Linked DNA regions of Danio rerio: region 2 is linked to region 1. The links are chromatin contacts, called in public HiCAR-type maps. All regions are on one chromosome and are shown on one strand. The core of a region is the stretch at or near the end of the contact, and the rest is flanking DNA. Distances in the headings are between cores, read along the strand shown. Region 1 holds the start of grk6 (G protein-coupled receptor kinase 6). Region 2 holds the start of prr7 (proline rich 7 (synaptic)).

Region 1 (5,029 bases), core at 2,524-5,023:
CGCACATGCATTTAAAAAAAAAAATCCAATATTAGATTTGGTTAAAATATGCACTTGCTTTCCAAATTAATCGAAATATATGTAAATGGCACATAATAGGGCTTGCGCTTCCTTTACAAATATTATTGGGAACATTACATATTCTATTCTAAAACATAAAACCACTTACAAAAGATAAAACCTATTCTAATACCATATATAAAACAAATAAATAAAAAATGTGGCTATTTATTAAGAAATGAAATTTAATATTATTTATTAGGAAATGAAAAAAATAGTATTTTAATAATAATATTAATAATGATGATGATAATGATTATTATTATTCAGTAGAAATTGTAGAATATTATAATTTTTTTTTGCTGTTTTTTTAAGTCTACTTTTACAATTTGACACATGCAAACCAATGCAGACACGTTAACCAACAAGCCAATGTCGTATACAGTACAGATACTTAATAATTTCCCATTTTAAACCATTTTCCTAGTTGAATTCGCATCACTAGAAACTCTGAATTATTGTTTGCCAACTGATAACAATATCAAGCACTGCATTCAGCAAAAATCAACAACTTCAATATAGAAAACACCCATAATCGAAGCTGTATTTTCTCTTTGTGCCATGCATTTTGTGATAATGTCGGGGGAATGTAGATGTATCGGACTAAAATCACCTTGCTGACAACTTGCAGTGCTACATATTATTGCCGCTGAGAAAAGAACACACAACGCAACAGGCAACCTAATGCCAAATAGTGCTAATGCCAAAAATAGTTTTCTAAATGTTTATATCTTAAAACTGTTTTAAAATATGGAGGCAGTGTGCTGGGATGGATCCAACACAGAGTTTGTTCCCACAAAATGGCATTCCTAAAACTGAAATCTTTCCCGAGGCATCAGGGTCACGTTAGCGAACATACCTGAATATATGTACGTTCATCAACAGTTCTAGTAACTGTGAAAAGCCCCTACAATCATGATGTTGCTGCAAATTGCAATCAGGGGAGCAGATTTAACCAATAAGCAAGATAAGCGGCTGTTTAGGGCCCCAGGAAATCTCAGAGCCCCCAAATAAATAATTAGAAGTATAAAAAGTATACCTATAAATTATATATAACATCATTTTCTATCATTTTTGTATGATGAGTGTGTAAAAAAATTTAAGTTTAATGTATCCCCCACCCTCAATCATGGAGAAGTCCAGCAGTCAAATAAGGTAAAGATTTAGTTAAAAAAAAAAAAAAAAAGTTTAAACTTTTTAGTCGGGAATTGACTTTAAGACAACAAATCATTTAAAAACATTTTACAAGATGCTTTACATGCTGTTATTATTATTTTGCATTAAGACAAAATGTAGAAAAGGAGTGATCTAGTGACATAAGAAAAGAAAAAAAACAGCAAAATAAATCCATTAAAAATAAAATAAAGTACAAAAGGTACTTTAGAACTTTTGGGCCCCATGGCTGGAATTGCTTAGAGCCCCCAAATCACTAAATTCGCCCCTAATTGCAATTGTAAACATGTTTCTTTGGGATCTTTGCTGCCCAAATTTACAATTCCACTGCAAGTGCTTTTCAAAAATGTTTTTAGGTAGAATTCAAAATGACTTACTGCTGCATGTTGATGGACTAAAACCTAAATTATAAATACATTCTTTAAATAAAATGTAGTTTAAAGTAACACAAAATTAGTACTCAGACATGCTAGTGTTAAATGTCCTCTTAAAAAAGGAAGAAACAATGTTGAGCAATCATGCAGTGACTAAACTGAAGCCATATATGAAATAACAGCTTTCAAAATATGAAAAAGTCCAAAGTATATATGAGTCTTACAGAGTTTAACTTTTTTTGTGTGCAGTTTTACTCAAAAACAATCTTTTAGTGTTCCATACATTTTGGTCAGACCAGCAGTGGTGTAAAGTAACGAATTACAAACACTCAAACTACAGTAATTGAGTAGTTTTTCTCAGAAATTGTCATTTACCAAGTAGTTTTAAAATGTGTACTTTTACTTTCCCTTGAGTACATTTACAGTGCTGTATTGGTACTTTTACTTCACTACTTTCCTTCAAACTGCAGTCACTACAGTACACTATTTTTTCCTGCCAATGGGGATTAGAAAAATCAGTCCTGTGATTCCTGTCCAATCAAATTGCACATAGAAAGTAAATCGCATCATACAGAACTACCAAAGACCAAAATGACCTTAAGCATCCAGCAGAAACAAAACGTCAAATTGACATTGTACCCTCAACGTCGTAGTGACGTTGCATCTTGTTTGGAACTGAAAATCGAGTTGACATCAAAACCCAACGTCAGGCCGATGTCAATGTCCAACAACCAAGCTAAAATCAACCAAATATTAATGTTACATTACAGCTTGACGTTGGGTGGACGTAACTACAATGACATTTATCAGACGTTGGGTTTTGGTTGCCATACCTGACAAATAAATGTCAGTATTTGATGTCAATATAATGTTGGTTTAAAATGTTGGCTCCACATTATATTTTAGCCACCAACACAACCTAATATTAACCAAACATCAACCTCATTTGATGTCTATATTGAAAATCAAAATAACTTTGTCCTTAGATGCTGGCTAGCTATTGAATTATGGTCCCCTAACATCATGACCTAACTTAATATTAACATCTTACGATGTTGAGTGCCTGCTGAGCAATAACTTGATGCACTACAGAATGTTACGTTTACACACATCCACAAATTGCATGTAAACGCATCAGTGCAATACTCGCTACTCACTTTTAACATTTAAAATGGCTGTTTTACTCATACGCCGAGTAATATTTACAACAGATACTTTTACTCTACTTGAACTACATTTTAGGCAAGTAATGGTACTTTTACTTGAGTATGATTTTCAGTACTCTTTCTCTCACTGCTGACCAGTATACTGTATAAATGTAGCTGCCCAGGTGTGCAGAACAAGAATGCTCGAACACAGACTAGAGGGAAAAAAGCAGCAGGATTCCCTCATGTTTGAGGAAAACACCTGCAGAATACAACGACAATTAAAACAAACTGCCTTCAAAACAACATTTTGAAACATGATGTTACGCGCCCGGCCACATACGCAGGTAGTTCACTATTTAAGCAACACTGTCAAAACCATAGGGTCGGTTAATTCAAACGGTTGAGTTAATTCAAGCGCTTATCTCGAGCACACAGACACTAACGACTGTTGTCAATACATAACACTACAGACAGCAGTGTTTATCGCTTCTCCTTTACACACAAAACCTGTCCGTTCACAGAAACGTCGTAGAATCCAAGCAGGGTTTTGACAGAAACGGATTTGTTTATTCTCTTTTCTTTTACGTCTGACAGGTCTTGCTCAAGGTTAGGAACACAACAGAACAGACGGCGATAAACACACCGTGATCAATGTGTAACACTCAGTTTGATCCGGTGTTTCGTAAATAATTAAGAAACACAAAGCGAGCATTTATTTCATTGCATTGCTCTTGTCTTTTTGGCCTAACTTCCTTTGGGGGAATCCCCACCGTTTTGAGACGCAAAGCACGGCGATTGAGGATCGCAGCTGTCAAAAGTGACAACAATCCGGCGGGCTGTCATGTCTTACCTTCTCTCGCCTTCAACAGAACAGTGTTGGCCACGATATTCTCGAGCTCCATGTTTCCTGGGTTGCAGGCAGGCACCGCAGGCCCAACCTCGTCGCCGGGTTGGCAGTGTATGTGTGTGTGTGTATGTGTCCTCCCCCGCTCCCCCCCACGGCGGAATATTATTAACCCTGAATGACTCTCCTCTCTGCCGTTTTGCTCCTCCGATTCCCCGCCCAGAAGCTTCGGGTTTACGTCGATGGCAGAGCCTACTATGGTAAAGCCTGCGCTTATGAATATTAATGAGACATGCTGACGTTGCTTGGTAACCAGCCCAGAGCGTCTCGCTTGAACGGTCTATAACGGTCCAGTCGTGGCTCATGAATATTTATAAAGCAAGTCTGACGTGTGCGAAGGGCTTCTCATTAATATGTATACTTATACATATTCCCTTCTCCTTTTAAACCAATTTCAGTTGGCTTTTTAAATACTAATTTGTTTTCATATGAATTTAATATTAATTTATTTTATTTTTTGGAAACACTTTGTAAATGTTATTAATTTTGGTTCCGATTTAAATGCTTATTATTAATTTGTCAAATAGTCATCAAATAGTTGTCAATAAAATAGTTTGTAATTTCTCATTGAGTCTGTGCATTTACATGTGTTAATGTGTGTAAATGTATATTTATTCCGTTTTTAACTTGATTTCACTAATATTATTGTGATACAAAAGTTGTAATATTATTCATATGATTTATATACAATACCATTTGAAAAGTAATATTTTCTGTCTTTTAGTAGATAAATTATATGAGAGACTTGCTTTGTTTACCAATGGACCAGTGGATCTAATTGGATTTGCATTGTAAACATTAAATAAACTTCAAGAAAGTATTATTTTTTATTTCATATATTAAGTTGTCAGTTATGATACTATGATACTTTTTTACAAAATTTTCCATAAAAATAGCAAAAAAAATGTTTGCAGATTCTGTCTGGCCCTAGTTGTAGGTATAGATTGTGGGGTTCAAGTGAAGTGTGCTGCTTGTTTGTTTGTTTGTTTGTTTGTTTGTTTGTTTGTTTGTTTAGCTGTACTGTATGTTTGTTATGATGTGTTGTAATTTGCTTGATTTGTGTATCTCTTAGGGACCCCCTCGAAAATAAGATGGTTCACCTCAAGGGGATCTCCCATTTAATACAATTCTAATTCAAATTTAAATATGAAAGCAAATAAACAGTTCGTCATTAGCTATGTGTTAATGTTGATAAGCACAAATTAAAAAAAAAAACTGCCTTCGAATTAAGTTTGTTTGTGTGTGTCTGTACATAGCAAGTTGCAAACCACAACACCTTGGCAGATCCTAATATCCTGATAAACTAAACTCTAATAATAACAATAATGAGAATTATTGAAATGTTTTCATTTATATATATATATATATAT
Region 2 (5,250 bases), core at 2,202-4,701, 140 kb before region 1:
TACACACATTCACATCTCTCAAGCCTCAATCCAGATCTTGGTGACCTTCAGAAAGACGATTTATCTTTGTTCTGCATCATCTCTGGCATTTTCTTTTTGGCGTTCGTTCTGAATGTTGTCATCTAAACACTGCCTTTAAAACGTCTACAGTTATGTCATGCTTTGAGGACACAACCTATAGATTAACTGCAGGAACTAAAAGAGCTGTTTCACACTGAAGTAACATCCCTGCCAATATAAGTCAATACATAATATTTGATTCTGAAATGTTTTCTGCGATGGGGTTGCTTTTTTGATTTGTTCGGTTTTGTTTAACATACATACCTAACTACCTTGATAGTGATTCAGAATAGAAGAATTGTCAGAGAACTCTATTAACCCTCCTGCTGATGTACAGGTCAAAAATGACCATTTTAACAGCAGAACAACAACTCTAAACCATGTTTTGTTAATCTTTTTTTCTTTAAAAAGACCCCAACATTACAAAAAAAAAAAGTATAATTTTATGTTTTCATGAAGGCTATACAGATTTATGGTATAACATAGGGCTAAACAATATATTGCTTGAGCATTGACATCACAATGTGTGTATCTGCAATAGTTATATCACAGGATTAGGTTGTTTATTAAAGATTTAAAGATAAAGATATTATTAAACCTATTTTTTATAATAGCAATAATGACAATAATACATTTTATTGTTAATTTCTCTACTTAAATACTGTTTGACACCCCAGAAAACCGTAAAGCACTGTTTATTTAACTTTTCTTTTGGCTCTGTTGTATTTACATGCTTCAAATTTATTATAGTTTATGCAGATGCATTGCATAGAAGACTTGAACATCCCAGTCCATCTAAAAGGGTGAAATCTTTACAAAAAGAGCTGTTAAATCATCTGATAAAAATATATTGATATCACTATATATATCGCAACAAAACAAAATATCGTAATGTCATATTTTCCATGCAACCCTAGTACAACAGTCAGGGTTCATACACACATTTTTACTACTAATATTCCATGACTTTTCTAGAACTTTCAAGTACATTTTCATGACGTAATGTTTCATGCAATGTCTACATATACAGGGTAAATAATAAGAAAAACAAAGACGTTCAAATTTATAACAGCATATCATAGAACACGCAACAATCTATTTTGCCTAAATTTGTTTTTATATCTATGTAAAATTGATTTTGATCATGCTTACACTCCACTGATATGCACAATATATCGTTTCATCATCGATATCGCAATGTGTGCATCCGCAATAATCACAACGCAGGATATGCTATGTTGGGATTATTGTTTAATATAGGGTTTAATCATAATGGAATAAAAGTTTATCATCTGTATGCATTTTTAAAGAGATAGTTCACCCAAAAATGACTTGCCATTTTCATTACACCCTTTACTTGTTTCAAACATTTCTGAGTTTTTTTTTTTTTTTATTGAACACAAACATAATATAATTTAATAACTCCTATAGTATTGAAAGAAGTCAAGTGTGAGTAAATAGTAAGTGCGTTTTAATCTTTGAGTGAACTGTCCCTTTAAGTCCTGTGATTGTGTTGCATTTCCATATTTCACATTTTAAAACATCTGTTTTTTATAACTTTAATAAAGATTAAATAGTATACTTGAAGACTATGTAGTGTTGCTTATTCAATATCTGTACCTGAATAGTGAATACCTGAAAACTATAATTCACTTATATCTTTAATATATTTTATTTATCTATGCTAGCAATTTATTTATTAAATATTATTCGAGATTCACTCCTCTACAATATCCCCAAAATCAATCCAAATAAACCTGTTAAATCACCTGGTGAAAAAGTTCACATCGCAATATAAATCACAGAAATACAAAACACCATGATGTCAGATTTTTCCAATATCGCGCAGCTCTAATTCAAGTATACAGATATTTGTTAAACTAGTTTTCATGACTTTTCCAAACCTTTGTGGGATTTTCTGGTTTTCGAAAACCTTTCAGGCTTGGAAAATGCCATGTCAAAATTCCATGACTTTTCCATGTTTTCTATGACCATATGAACCCTGAACAGTTGTCCTAAAGGTCAATCAATAAAACAATGTTTTACACCATAACAACTACTGGCACACACATGCCCACTACAAAACACACTGACCCCAAACATACACAATAAGAATCCTCTGCTTTAGCTGTTGTGAATACTGTCCTTGCTAAAGACTTTTACACTTATGCAGGTGCCTTTAGCACCTTTAGAAAATATACCCTACACTTCATTGAAAACTAATGCTGTCCTCTGACTAAACATTGACCAAAACTCCACACTGATGATAAGGAAAAACCTAGATATTTAATTTGTGATGAAGATGAGGTTGATTCTTTATGCAAAATAGATTTAAAGATTGAAATTAAATTGATTTGCTTTAGAGGTTTAGTGAGGGCGGGTAATTTTGACCCAACGGTCAAACGGTGTATACAAAATTCTAAGACAACATGAGGGCTAAACACAAGCTCTATGAATGAGGAGAAGGATGTCATCACCTGTTACTTTACTGAGGAAAAAATGTGACTCTGCCTAACCTCAGTGATGCCCCCTATTAACAACACAATGTCATTGATGCAATGCATTGCATAATACTATGTTTGATATGAAAACCACATGCTAATTCTGTATACTGAAATGTTTTTTTTTATCTTAAAAAATTTTCAATAAATAATCAAGATAAAATACAACAGTTTTTATAAAGCAAAAGAGGAATGTGCTTTTTTTCTGTAATCAGCCTACAGAATTGTTTATTCCCAATGCTTGGAAACCAAACATCATCGCTTTAAATAAGTAAACAATATGATTCTAGTATAAATAATCGACGTTTATTGTAGCAGTGATGATGTGCAGTCTTGCAGGTGGGTGATGCTTGTGAAAAAATGTGCGCAATAGGCAGTGACAGACAAAAAACACACATTTTCTGTATATTACGAAGAGCATACACAACAACAACATTCAAGGGCATAAAAATAATTACTGTGCTTTTATTAAACGTATCCTATACTCTCATTATCACAATACCTATTACAGCTTACATCCAAACAGAAACACATACATATTCCTTTAGGCTCGTACTTACATGTCAAGCGTCTTCCAGTCACGATGAGTTCATTTTCAGACGCGTGACACCATTTCAATAGACGGGACGTGACTCCGTCCAAATAAAGTTGCCGTAGTTGTCAGTGGCACATGATGGTATAAGCAGACTCTAAATGAGTGTGTTCTTGAGTGTCTTGACTAATGTTTACCTGGATGAACAGAAAGCGTTTGGTGTTCCGCGTAATTCCTCGAGGGTCGTGATGCGCGCGATGGTTAATGGACACCTGTAATTGACGCGCGCGCGTCATGAAACACCCACACTGGCGCTCCGCGCGCGATGAGCTGCTGCTTCACGAGGACTCTGTGTATCAAATTGTGGATAACGGCTTTCCAAACAAACTGACATGATCGCTCCTCCTTTTTAACTGTTTGTAGAACAAAGCATTTGAAGTGGCACGGTTGTGTCAGAATACGCTTGTTGGTTGTGTTTGTTTATGGTCAAGTTTATGATGCGGTTGTGAGTGTTTGGTTAAGTGATGCCTATGAACTTTACATCAACTATCTTCTCGGGTTGTTTCAACTTCTCACTGTGACTTCTAAAGGTGCTCTCAAATATATGTACACATACTGTAAAATGGTGATTTACTTAAAAATGTAGGAAAATAACAATAAAGATATAACATTTTAAATAATACAGAACATGCTAAAATATAGGAAGAATGGAACAGTATTGTACTATACTGTACATATGATGTTAAAAAACTGTTAAATTAATAAATAACCATGCAACCAGCTAACAATATGAAATTTACATAGTTAATCATATATTTAGAGTAAACACATACAAAAGACTGTGTACATCCTAAAAAGATAAATAAATAAAAAATTATATGTATATATATATATATATATATATATATATATATATATATATATATATATATATATATATATATATATATATATATATATATATATATTGTTAGGTACACCTTACTAGTACTGGGTTGGACCCCCTTTTCCCTCAGAACTGCCCTAATCCTTTGTGGCATAGATTCAACATGAGACTGGAAATATTCTTTAGAGATTTTAGTCCATATTGACATGATAGCATCAAGCAGCTGCTGCAGACCAAGATGTAAATCTCCCATTTCACCACATCCCAAAGGTGCACTATAGGATTAAGATCTGGTGATTGTGGACATTTGAGTACGTGTGTGGTTTTGCGGCAAGTGTGGTGTTGACACAATGCTCAATTGGTACTAATGGGCCTAAAGTGTGCCAAGAAAATATCCCCCACACCATTACACCACCACTACCAGCTTGAACTATTCATCCAAGGCAGTATGGATCCATGCATTGTTGACACTAAATTCTTACCCTACCATCCGAATGTCGCAGCTAAAATCGAGACTCATCAGACCCCTCAATGTTTGTCCAATCTTCTATTGTCCAATTTTGGTGAGCCTGTGTGAATTGTAGCCTCAGTTTCCTGTTCTTAGCTGACAGGAGTGGGCGAGTGGCACCCAGTGTGGTCTTCTGCTGCTGTAGCCCATCCGCCTCAAGGTTGGACGTGTTGTGCGTTTCGAGATGCTCTTCTGCATACCATGGTTGTAACGAGTTGTTATTTGAGTTACTGTTGCTTTTCTATCTCCTGGAACCAGTTTGGCCATTCTCCTCTGACCTCAGGCATCAACAAGGCATTTGCGCCCACAGAACTATTATCTTGTTTTCAGTCCATTCTCTGTAACACCTAAAGTTGGTTGTGCATGAAAATCTCAGTAGATTAGCAGTTTCTGAAACACTCTGACCAGCAAATCTGGCACCAACAACCATATATATATATATATATATATATATATATATATATATATATATATATATATATATATATATATATATATATATATATATATATATATACATATATAGTTTTTGGTAAAATATCTTGGGTATCTTGGAAAGCGAAAAAAAATATTGTTCTTTAATTTACATATTGGTTATAAAAATAGTCTTTACACTCTCCATTAAGCCACTAAGATTAAAGGTTGTGATGATATTCAAATGGATATAATATTTTTTACTTGTGGAACCTGACTAAAATATTTGAGGAAGCATGTTTAAATATCACTTTGCATTACTACTTATTGTATAGTGTAAAATGCTCGA

Evidence for each region. HiCAR-type assays count read pairs that join an accessible place to other places.
Region 2: a HiCAR-type map of caudal fin shows a contact between it and region 1, with 4 times the contacts expected there. The contact joins the promoter of prr7 here to the promoter of grk6 in region 1. A contact is called at or near these places in 1 of 18 Hi-C or Micro-C datasets (an unstated tissue) and 1 of 4 datasets of contacts at active chromatin or transcription factors (caudal fin).

What each region holds. Positions count from the first base shown.
Region 1 is chr21:40,295,967-40,300,995 of GRCz12tu, reverse strand. It overlaps grk6 (G protein-coupled receptor kinase 6), which reads right to left and starts at 3,773. Exons shown (of 16, transcript XM_684691.10): 1 at 3,606-3,773. The coding sequence starts at 3,657.
Region 2 is chr21:40,433,287-40,438,536 of GRCz12tu, reverse strand. It overlaps prr7 (proline rich 7 (synaptic)), which reads right to left and starts at 3,451. Exons shown (of 3, transcript XM_005173879.6): 1 at 3,122-3,451.